Linked DNA regions of Rattus norvegicus: region 1 is linked to region 2. Evidence: chromatin contacts called from public Hi-C data. All regions are on one chromosome and are shown on one strand. Each heading gives the region's core, a stretch centred on a gene start, on an enhancer-like site or on the middle of the called end of the contact. The rest is flanking DNA. Distances are from core to core; before and after follow the strand shown. Region 1 overlaps Gas7 (growth arrest specific 7). Region 2 overlaps Gas7 (growth arrest specific 7).

Region 1 (6,220 bases), core at 936-3,435, 47 kb after region 2:
AATGCCAGAAAGGGTTTAGGACATGATTCCACCCATTTGAGCCAGGGTCTTGAAAGCAAAGCAGATGAGCTATACTGACAAAAAAACAAAACAAAACAAAACAAAACAAAACAACCCAAAAAAACAAAAAGCCTGCCCCACAACACAAGGACTGGACTAGGAACATTTACAGACACCCTTGGCTTAAGATTGGAGGTACGGTCATCAGGTTTTTCTGTGGAGACCACAGGTGGCCTCTGTTCAGACTCCCCTCTAGGCAGTTAGGATAAGACTCAGAGAATTGGACCCATTTGACCGGTTGGAAAACTGAGGGAACTAGAGTATAATAGGAGCAGAGGAGAGCCAGCTGACACGGCTGATAGATGCTTGATTCTATCCTCACTAGAACATTCTAGTAAGCATGATGGTAGGGCTCAGCGTCAAGAGCAAGAGGTATGGTATGCAGCAGTAAACACAAGAGCAGAACAGTGATCAATGCTTCACGTCCATCTTCCCAATTAAATCTTACCAAGTGTATGACTATTAATAACAGCATCTCTATTATTTCCGTTGTCATGGGAACTGCCCATTACAGATGTTGTTCAGAGAGAGCAAGTGTCTTGCCTAAGCCAGGTGTGGATTTGAACCCAGCTCCCAAGTTCATAGTAGTTCTCGCCAGTACATTGCATGGGCTTGGTAAGCTAGCGAGGTCACCACGGCATGCACAATGGCAGTGATCTGCTAGGCTTCAACCTCTAATTTTTTCACTAGGAAACCATGAAATGAATAGAAAACTACTTAAAAAAAGTGAACCTCTTAGGCCACCCACCTCCTCATGTAGGTTCATGTGGGTGCCGCAAGTGTTCCGGGAACCCCCTGGTTTTCTACACTTTGGGAACCCCAGTTCACAGTCTTTGTTTCCTCTGCAAACCACAAAGGAAAGCGATCAGTCCCGGGTTTCTGCACCACCATTCCCAAGGCCATTTCTGTCCTCAGAGCATGTATGTCCTGAAACTGACACACACCTGTCCTCAGCTTAGGCTCGAAGGTGAGTTCTTGGGCGGTATTCCCCAGTGCACCTCATCTACAAGCAGACACGGTAGGGTTGGGGGCGGGGCAGCTGATAGTGGCTCTCACAGATCTGGCTTTACTTAACCCCCAGAAACATGAAATCTTGTTTGTCTGTTATTGTTTGTTAGAAGATATCTTAGCAGATGTTACTACGTTAAGGCTCTTGAGATTGTCCCAGGTTGTCTGGGTAAACCTTAATGTAGTCAAAGGTGACCTTGGCAAGGGGGCTGAGGTAGAGATAGGAGTTCGAAGGGTTAAGGAAGATCGTGTCGAGGGAGGCAGAGGCTGAAGGGACAGCAGTAAGAGGAGTGAGCAGCTACCAGGAGCTGAAGTAGCAAGAGTCTTCAGTAGACTTCTAACACCTAGTGGTCATCCTCCTCAAGTTGACTTCCAAGGAAAAAGGACCTTCCAGAAGTTCAGCTTCAGACAAGGTTTGATCGGGTTGTTTAGTGAATGTTAGCACACCATGAAGTTTCTGCCCTTGCTTCTTCCTTCTCTTTTTCTCCATCCCGTCTTCTCCATCGACTCTATTCCTTGATGAGCTGTCCAGAAGCCCACCTTCAAGCTTCAAGCTTGCTTGTCCTCATAATACCTCTTTCCCCTAATAATTCCAACCAGGGTCCAAGGATTCATTCTCATAGGTCTGTCTTGTGTCATGGGCACACCATTGAAACAGTCACTCTGGCCAGGGCACAAGATCTGCTAATAAGCCAAGCTGAAATCATTGGTTCCATAAACTGTGAGCACTGAAAACAGAAACTTGTGGATCTCTCACCAGGGGAGGGTTCTACGTGATCGCCAGTGGCAGGGGGATGCTGCACAGATCTAAAAGTTATAGGTTGCTTCTGGCCTTGTGGCAGCAAAACCCAGTGGCTTCTATTCCCTAGCTATTCAGGAGAGCCCAAGCCTCTGCTGGCAGAGGAATCTCCCTTCATTTGTTGGGGAATCCGGCAATAGCAGCAGCTACTCTCCTGGTGGGGTACAGAGAGGTATCCATTTGAAAGCCCCATTATCAAAGCATCTTTGAACTTCTGTTGGGCTTATGTGACTAATATTGGATGTGGGGAGGGAGGCCTGTGCCGGGAAATGGGAGAAGGAAGTATGGACCAGCACTCTCCTACAATAGGGCGTTCTTTGGCACTGTCTTAGTGGGGAGAGGGGTGAACTCACTGGAAGGGCCAGAGCAACAAAGGAACTGCTGTGGCTGGATGGGAAAAATAAAAATTTGAAAAGGCTTCCTGCCCTCCCTCATCTTTCAAAACCCCCACCCCCATTCTCACTCGAAATTGGCACCCTCAGGCTTGAGTCTAAAGGAAGCCTTTGGCCTGGGAGGGTAACCACTTATCAAGCCTTGTTCCATGGTGGACAGGGGAAAGCCAATTGAACAGAGTTTTAGAACCAGATACAGAAGACCCTGCCTGCAGTGTGATGTCTGATTAACACCTGGGCAAGACTACAGCTCTGATAAAGTCCCTGGGCCACCTGGGGTCCCATCCAGGTGCTGTGCTGTCTCCTGTGTTCAGATCCCAGCACAAGCAATTGAACTGGATTTGAGCTGCTTTCTCAGCCAGCTGCCCATGACCGTAGAACCCGGAAGGCTTAAAGGCTTCAGGTGACCCTGCCTTAAATGAGGAGATGACTACTAAATGACATAGTGCGTGAAAGTGTTTAGGACACAAGCTTATTGTCCTCCTAAAACTGAACTGTCACCGCCTGTGAAGCACTGAGACATCAGGGTCTGGAAGGGTTTCCAGCATGGCCTGGTGGATACAGTCAAATACCCAGTGCCTTGTACAGCAGACAACTTGGTGCATGTGGTCATTTGGTATCACTGATGTGTCAGACTTTCCTAGAGTTATTGTCTCCATGTTTTGGAGCAGAGGTAGTGGTGTTGGAAGCGTTGCTGGGCACTTGCCCCACAGAAGTCAAATAAGTGATTCATTGTGCTCTACGGAGGGAAGGGGAATGGGTTATAGGGACTCTCCTGGGGTGAGGGCCCTTGGGAAGGCACACACACGTATGTGCACACACGAGAGACAGAGAGACAGACAGACAGACAGACAGAGACAGAGACAGACAGATAGCAACTGAAATATCCCTGCCCATCATGAGATGGGTGTAGAGGGAGCAGATTCTGACTTCCCTCAGAATGACAATGAAGTGGTGTCAGCCGGCCCTGCCTGGCTATTACTTTAACGGAAACCCCATTACAATAGCATTATGTCACAGTTAGCTTCAGCTGTCAACTTGATGCAGCCAGAGTCACCTGGGAAGACCGAATCTCAACTGAGAAATTACTCCCATCTGATTGGCCCGTAGGCATGCCTTTGGGGGCATTTTCTTGTTGATGTTGGAGGCCACAGCCCATGGTATGCAACGGGCTGTGCAACAAGGGTAGTTGAACAAGCTATTAAATAGCCTTCCCCTGTGGTTTCCACTTCAAACTCCTGCTCTGGCTTCCCTGGATGATGGACTGCAACCTGTAAGCCCAATAAACCCTTCCCTCCTCCCCAAGTTGTTCTAGGTCAGTATGTTATAACAATAACACAGAAACCAAACCAGTACCTCCAAGTCACCGCTTCCAGCATCTTCTTAACCAGCTCTGGGAAATACAGCCAGAGACAAAGGCCCAAGAGCAAAGTCTGCTTTCGTTGGGCATAAAAGATCCATCCTTTCTGGGTGCTTCTCCTGATGTCTTCACAGGACACAGGACGTCCTGAAGACCCTGGTCCTTCCCCCAGGCTGTGCTGTCTGCTACAGGACTCACCACAGAGTGGAGAACTGTTGGTGACTAAGAACCTGCAGGCCAGTAGACATTGTAGGAACTGAGATCTCCAAGCGCACTAGAAATTACCATCAGCTACCATCAGGAAGCTCAGCATGTCTGGAAGGGCGAAGAAGGGGAGACAGGTACTGAGGAAGGTATAACTTAAGCTAGCTAGTTCGGGAATTCAGCTTAAGCAGAAATATCTGTGTCACTTGACGTTATTCACATGGATTTCACATCCATCCCCATGGCTTCTGCACATCAGATGCCTTTCATGTGCCTTGCAAGTTCTATGCTGGGCATCGTGGAGTGCGTCTGTAATCCCAGCAGTCCAGAGGCTGAGATAAGTGAGCTCGGGCTACCCAGGGAGGCCCTGTTTTAAAAACACACAAAACCTTGAACTGGAGAGGGGGCTCAGTGGCTAGGAGTACTTGTGTTCAGAGTGTGGGGACATGAGTTCAATTACCCAAAAGCCCTGTTAAAATCCAGGTCCTTGACCATGCACATACGTGAGACCCCAGGACAGGGGTGTGGGTCGGGTAGAAAGATGACTGGTCACTAGTCTAGCTTCAGGTTCAATGAGAGAAGCTGTGTCAATAAAGATAGACACACACACACACACACACACACACACACACACACACACACCATATACCTACACAACAAAGCCTTACATCTTGTATGTGCCAGGAGTGTTATCCTGATCAATTACAAAATGAACTTTAAAATTCTTAACACAGGATTTCTTTCACCCTGGAGCAGAGCTATAAAAGTCTTTAAAAGCTCAAGGGTGAGCTCTCTGAGGAATAGATTTAAGTCAGGGTTGCTGGGAGTTAACTCTGGCTTTGGTGGTAAGCTGCACCAGTGCTTATAAGCCTTGGTGTATTAATACCTGGGATAGAGTCTATCTGCATTGATAGATTGTTTGTTTGGTGGTGGTGGTGTTTGCTTGCTTGCTTGTTTGTTTTTTTCTGAGAGTTGATGTTAGCCTCCAACTTAATATCCTCCTACCTAAATCCCCCAAGGAGCACCTGCTTACACCACTGTACTATGCTATGTTGTAGGTGTTTTAGTATCGAAGCCAAGCAGCCTCCAATGGTAGGCACCGTAGCATCCATTCCCATGGGCACTTGCTAATCCCTGCAACTTGTCTGTGGTGGGTTACATGAAAAGAACTCATGTCGTGGGTGCAATTACAGTGGCAGATAAGCTGGCCTTGAACTGGCAAGGCGCCATAGAACAGTCAGTTGGGTGCGGCATGATCATTGGGGTCCTTAGATGTGGAGCAGAGAGGACAGCGTGAACAGGGTGTAATATTTCATGGATGACTGTGAAAATGGAGGAAAGACCCTGGCCAAGGACTGAGCATCCTATGGAAGCAGGGAAAGACAAGACAGCCTCCTCCAGAGGGAGCTCAGTCTATGACCTTGACCTGTGATCCTCACATAGTCAGAGGCTAGAAGAGTGTCATCCCAGCACACATGGAGACTGCTTCAGCAGCCATGGGAGCTAGCTAACCCAGCCAGCACCACTGTGACAAATAATAAATGTCTCCAAGCACCTGGGGGTGTGGGTGGGGGAACAGAACTACCCTGATTCAGAAATGCTAACTACCCAAGTTGCTGTATTGCTTCCCTAGAAATGGAGAGGAGGCTGGGAGGAGATTGAGGGGGAAATGGGTGTCCCTAGCCAGTTCTGCTAGCTCTGCGAGGTGGGGAAAAAGGTGGTGTCAAAGCTGACCCCCCACTCCCAACCCTGTGCCTCTGGAACTATAACTCTATGTCATCAAGGACAACATCCCTGTCTGGGCTTGTACCTCTTTTGATGGAACTAGAAAAGAAGCCAAACTGTCTTTAGCTATACTATAAAAGAGAATATATATAAAAACCTCAATAAAACACTAAAATGTCAGTCACAGCAGGATTGGAGTCAAGACCTCAGCAAGGAGAGCCAGAGAACAGGCAGGGTGCCCCTGGGACAGTTTGTGGGAGTCAGGGGTGGGGAGAAGAGGCCAGGGAGCCCAGCCTGTGCTGCAGGCCACCAAGCCTGGGCTCTAGGCCAGGGACATAGCCCCTGGTTTCTTGGGCCCAACCCTGCGCTGTAATTCTGTTTATTTCATTGAATATGAAATCCATATGGTTCTGATTTAATCCTTTTGGCCATCATCTTGGCGTGGCTTTGGAGCCAACAACCACTCGGAGAGCCTTTGAATTTTTTTCTGGAGAAGGTGGGAAGCTCTGCTCTTCCAGGATTCAGGGGGTAACCACAAGGCTCACATTGGATTTCAGGGGCCTTTGCAGGAGTCCAGAGAGGGAGGTGAATGAAGGAAGTTGGTTCTTATTCTGGTCCAGGACTCCAGGCTGGGTCTGACCGAAGGAGATTTTGGACTTCAAAGTAGATCTG
Region 2 (5,858 bases), core at 2,726-5,225:
CTCTGGAATTCCATGGGGTGTGGGCTGAAAAATCAAAGCTGAGATAATCAAGTCTGGGTGCTCTGGCCCTGGGGCCATGCATGCAAGGAATTGTGTGTCCCCTTGCCACCTCTTTTCTGTCCCCCTACCCCTCGACTCTGGGCTTCCCACAGCGGGAAGCCAGCATAGGAACAGCCCAGCAGTGCAAGCAGTGGCCTCTGGACTCTGGGCAAGGACTTGATTTAGGAAGGGATTAGGGAACTGTTTCCTCCACCACAGAATGGAATCCTGGAGCGTCCTGGCCTGCACCTCCTACGTGTGGGCTGGGTGTGGAGCAGCCCTGGAACTGTTGGTGTGGGCTGTGAAGCTGCACCAACCGCCTTGGCTCCTTCAATGACTCAGTTTGGTCCAAGACAGGGTCAAGGACCTGAGTCCCAGACCTGGCCAGGTTCCCTGGAAACTGGACTTGAATCTTTCACTGGTCCAGTTCAGAGTCCACCCATCTGACCCAGAGAGCAGAGGATTTAGTTAAGCTCCAGATGTTTACATGTCTGACTCAGTGTTTGCCTGTACTCTGCAGAGAGCTTATGTGGCCCAAGAGGTGGCCATGGAATTTGCTCAGATCTCTGTGAGGGTTCTACTGTTGAATCAGCATCTGCGGGGAGGGGCTGAAGGGGTGGGAGTGGGGATATGGGGGGTGGGGTTAAGAGGGTAACAGCATGTTACAAACAGCCTGCTGGGAGCTGGCCCAGGCTTGGGAATTCAAGGGCTAGACTGCTGTTCAGTTTGCTTCTTGGAAGGAAACCTAGTACTTCTGTCTTCCCATTGTTACCCTAGAATCCAGAGAAAACCCCACACTAGCCTTTATTCCCCTGGTTCAAGTTCATGTCTGCAAGATCAAAGTTCTCGAAGGGCACTCATGCCTTTCCACCCTGGCTGTGACCAGAGTGTGTCCCTTGGGGAGTGCACTCCTAGAGTCCTTCAGGGTTGCTGCGGGGTGGGATTTGAATGCTGACATCCATCAGGGCAGAGAAAAACTGAGCCTTCTATGGAATCGCTCAGCTGGTGGGAACAGGTTGAAAAGCACCTGCTCCTGATGCGGGCCAGCGTAGCTGCAGCCATGTCTGTGTTGGACTCAGGTTCATGCAGCAGTCTGTACAGAAGGGAGGGAGAGGCACAGTAGTGCCTGGAAACCAAGGAATTCCAAGACAAGTTGGGGGACATTTGTGGAGGGACTGGTGGGGTTATTAATGAGTGTTCTTTAGGGCTCCCCAAATCACTCTTTTGTTATCTTTCTCCTACGGAGCAAAGCTGCGAACCATCACAGAAAGTTGAATTATCTTGAGTGGATTTACAGGTGCCAAGTGCCAGGGCCTAAAAGGTATCTAACACCCCAGGAACTGGTATCCTTCCAAACAACACTAGCCAGAAACGTGCCAGGCTGGAATCTTGAAATTTCCCAGTCTTGAAATGTAGCCAGTCGGTTCAAATGAAAATCAACACACTTGCTCCCATGGGCTGCATCTGTCCAGCCTTTAGGTTTTAGTCTTAATAGATTAGAAATCAAATCCTAAGCACATGAAAGGTTGGTGGAAAATCTAGTCCACGATCTGCATCCACACCTGGGGTTCCAGGCTCCAATTTCCTAGCACCGTCTCCCTGCAACTGTACCGGACTCTCCAAATGAAGACATAGAGTATGGAAGGTCACATAGTTCGAGTGCCAGAGCTGGGATTTGAACTGCTAGCCTGCTATGTGGCTGTCCTGCTATTTGTGGAAATTAGAACCAGAGCCTGTTAGTTTTAAAGTGTATTCCCTTTCTCATAACCCACATTGGAATTGGTTCAACTCCCAAATCAGAGCAGTTGCTTCCCTGAATTTTGGAGATTTTTCAGCAACAAGAAGAGATCTTCAGTGTGTGTGTGTTTGTTTGTGTGTGTGTGTGTGTGTGTGTGTGTGTGTGTGTGTGTACCAGACACTTGTGGTGTACATGTGAGTGACTTTCCTCAAGTACTCCTCCAAGGAGTTCCAGAAGAAGGGAGCCAGTTTGGAGCAATGACCCCTCCCCTACCATCTGCAAAGTGGCTCTTCCCTTCCTCCTAAAAGGTCTTTTAATCATTGCTTTTTCTGGACTCCCTGGGTCTTTTCCTGATAACTATAAGGTGTCTATGCAATTGGAACAGCACTGCCATCCAGCCCCTGTGTAGTCAGAGGATTCCCTGAGATAGGGGGTTGGCACTGATGGACTACACCCACTACAGACTGAGCTCACCCAGTATAGCCCTATCTGGTTGTCTCTGGTTCTGTGGGTTCCCAAGTCTGTGATAGGACTGGGCATGTGAGGGCTGAGAACAAAGGGAAGGGTTAAAAAACAAAGCAGGGTGGAGGGGCCGCTGAGAGATTTATTAGCTAAATATTTTCCGGATGTTTTCACAGTTCTTTAAGTCTAATCCAGGGGGAGGCTACGGGACTCAGTCAAATGCCTTCATGGGCTCCCACCCTCAGTTGGCCCCCTAGTTCCTCACTCCCAACATCACCCAGTCCTCCCCTCCCCCACTGCCTCGCAGTTCACTCCCCTCTTTCAGGCCCCTGCTTTCTCCCTCTCTTAATATACATGCCACTGCTTGACAAGCTTTTCAGCTTAACATGCATTTTAAATGTTTTAGTTTTTAAAGATTTCCTTACTTTTATTTTATGTGTATGTATGGCTATTCTGCCTGTGTACCATGTGTGTGCAGTACTCACGGATGCCAGAAGAGGGTGTCAGAGCCCTTGCAATGGGAGTTACAGACTATCATGGGCCACCACCAAGGAACTGGGAACTGAACCCAGGTCTTCTGGAAAAGCAGTCAGTGCTCTTGGCTACTAAGCCTCTCCAGCCCCTTAATGATATTCTTTAAGCATATTTATATTAAGCTAGGTGTGTGGTGGCACACATCTGTAATCCTCAGGACATAAAGGCAGGACATCACAGGTTTGAGCCAGCCTGGGCTACAGAGAGACTTTGTTTGAGGATGGGCAGGCAAATGAGAGGGAGTATGTTTCTAGTAACAAATATATTTTCAGCCACTTCCAATGTTTACTACTAATTCACATTTCAACAAATTACTACTTAAAGTCCCCCAGCGACGTATACTGAGGCTGCTTCCTTTTTAAAATTCTTTTTCTATTAAAACAAGCAAAAACAACATCCTCTGTGCTGTTGTCTGTCTTTCTGGCTGAGGTTCCTATATGTGGTTGGACCAACATTGTCCGGCTGCTCTTTAGAAAGGTCAGACCAGGTTGTGGTCTGCTAGGATGTCAAGACAGGCTCTTTCAGACCACAAAGAACATTTAGCAGTACTGTTGCCAGCTGTAGAAGAGATGCTGTGAGAGGCAGGAGGCACAGTACTTGCCAGTGGGGACTTGTGCTCATGTGTGACATGTATTGGAAATCTGGGAGCCTTTTGGGGGTTCCAGGAAAAGGCTCTAGGGGTCCCTGGCTTCTCAGCAGCCTTCCATACTAGCTTCTGCTAGTGTGTGCTACCTACTCTTATCATGAGATTATTCCATCCCTATAGGACTGAGTCTTTGGGGGCATCCATGCTGGCCTGGCCTGTCCCTTGGAACCCTACCCCAGTAGGTTTCAATGGGTGCCTGGGTGTGAGCTTCTGGTTCAGCCTTTCTGGTCCAGGTCTGAGGAGCTGGGATGTGTGTAATGGGCAGTGGACGGTCCATTTCCCTGTCTGCCTTTAGCTCAGCCTTTTCTTGTTAGAGGCTTGTGCAAGGCCCCACCACGAGGGGCTGGTTGGAGCCGGGAGCTGAGTGGGGATCCCTCTTGGGGCACAGTGATGGCTCTGTTTCCTCCTCCGCCTTGCCAGGAGCCCCCATTCACTGCAAGGAGAGTCACACATTCCCCCTTGACATAAGAATAGAGCCCAACTGTGCCCCAGGACAGAGTCCAGCTTCTTCAGCCGGCCCTCGAGGCCTGGCAAGGGCTCCCAGATGGTACTGGCATGAGTGGGCCCTGGCTGCCTGCCCTGCCAGCCTCTTGTGCATTGTATGGTTGGGACAGTGGGTTCAGTGTATATGCCTGTCCGGGCCCCAGGAACCCACCATGACCAGGCTCTGCCCAGGATGGAGGAACTCGTCTTTATATTATCTGCTCTAGGGCTCTGCAGGGTCCCTCCTGTTACCAGCTTTGATGTGCCCAAGGTTTAGCCTTGTTTCTGGAAGGGTGGAAACGGACCCATGCTTGAGAAGGGTAGCATACATAGCAAGCACTGGAGGCTCGGTGGTAAAGGCTGCTAAAGCAGCTGGGGACTCCTAAAGCCTTTTACTGGAACCTCAGGAGTCTGTGGGGATTAGAAAAGGCAAATGGAATAAACAAAGCCCTGGCACCTCCACCCTTAGCCCTGCCTGGGTCTGAGGCAGGACATGCAACATCTGAGAGTCTTCCAGACATGAACACTCAGCAAGGTCCTATTAACCAGGCAAGAGCTCAGAGTGGGGCTGGCAGTATGGCTCAGTGGTAGTGTGTTTGCTTAGTGTACATGAGACACTCTGAGTTTGATCCGCAGCCTGACAAGCTCAAAGCAAATCAGACAGCAACAGAAAAACATATAGTGTTCCTTGGCTCTCCTCGGGGTCATCCCAGGTGGTCTTTACCACACACTCTGGCCTTAAGATCTCATAGCATTTGCTTCTCAAAGTGTATTCCCCAGACGGGCTGCACCAGCCCCTCCTTCAAACTCACTGGCTGGTGTTGCATGTTCTCAGGCCCACCCAGAACTGCCTACTCCAAATCCTGGAGCAGACCTCAGAAGTCTCTGTTGCAGCATTTATACCAGGGACTCTGGTATATGGATCTAGGCAGATCTAATCCCCAAATGCTTCCCGGGGTCAGACAGGTCGGCAGGTGTGTTGACATCACAGGTATCAAATAAAGGGATATAATCATATTACTTGTTTATCTCCCAGCTTACCTACAGATTTCTGTTCATTTTGCAACACTAAGGCTGCATAGAAGCAAATGTTGTCCTGTGTTGAACAGCTATGATTGTCCTCTGAGATCTTCACCTTGACCCTAGAAGTATCACTTACCCTCCTGTGGCTGTCATTACCTCAACAGTGAGTCCCTAGACCATGATCGAGGCTACCCTCTGGCAGGAATCGCAGTTTGAGTCCCCGTGACCCCCTCACTTGATTTGGGAAGACACGTGATTGTATTCGTACAAGGCACCACTCACATTAGTGTTTGGGAAAGTATCTCGAGTTAGCAGTATCTAGGTCTGTCTCTCAGTAAATGTGTGCCTGGTAAAAGAAGGATTCTAGAAGGAGCAGGCTTGGGCACTACCTTTTCAAAGAGAAAGAAAGCATCATTTGTAAGCCTTCAGTGAGAGGGAAGGTATGTAAGCACCTTTAAGGCCTTAGGAGTCTGTGAGACATCATCCCCTGGCTGGATAGCTGTGGGAATGCTGCGTTAGGCATGGCCCTGAGCCCTTTCTGAAGAGGGGAGGGGATACATGATAGGATTCTGGACACTGTCGAGCTGAGAACTCGGGTTTCTGCTGCCCTCCTCCTTCCCCCTGCCCTCCTGCTACCTAAGGGCTACAGTGTCCACTCCACTTTGAATATAGAGCTTTGTCGGTTGGTTTTTGGAGTGGCAGTTGCATGGCCAGCTTTTGGGCCATGTCTCCACCCGACTGGTGAGAGACGCCTTGTGCTTTTGAATACTCTGTGATAGGAGCCTGAGAGGTTCCAGGAAGCTATGGGGCTGTGCAAACACTCTCCCATGAGGGTTATTAGGGGTTTTTGAGGTAAGTTGGACAGGATAGAATACCACATTCTGTATAGGGGCACTGGGAACCTTCTAGGTTTCATTGGGGGAGGGATGAGGT

Evidence for each region. A called contact is a pair of places that touch in the nucleus more often than the background predicts.
Region 1: a Hi-C map of Schwann cells shows a contact between it and region 2, with 2.1 times the contacts expected there. The contact joins two enhancer-like sites. A contact is called at or near these places in 3 of 12 Hi-C or Micro-C datasets (Schwann cells, mammary epithelial cells and psoas muscle).

What each region holds. Positions count from the first base shown.
Region 1 is chr10:52,759,631-52,765,850 of GRCr8, forward strand. All of the region lies in intron 1 of Gas7 (growth arrest specific 7), which reads left to right. Among named protein-coding and RNA genes, the nearest start is that of Gas7, 110 kb to the left of the region's middle. Within about 2 kb of position 2,186, at least 2 of the 93 cell types and tissues checked have an H3K27ac peak or open chromatin away from gene starts, as enhancers often do. A contact at or near this core is called in Schwann cells, where this site is marked.
Region 2 is chr10:52,711,111-52,716,968 of GRCr8, forward strand. The region is part of intron 1 of Gas7 (growth arrest specific 7); the gene reads left to right. Among named protein-coding and RNA genes, the nearest start is that of Gas7, 62 kb to the left of the region's middle. Within about 2 kb of position 3,976, at least 45 of the 93 cell types and tissues checked have an H3K27ac peak or open chromatin away from gene starts, as enhancers often do. A contact at or near this core is called in Schwann cells, where this site is marked.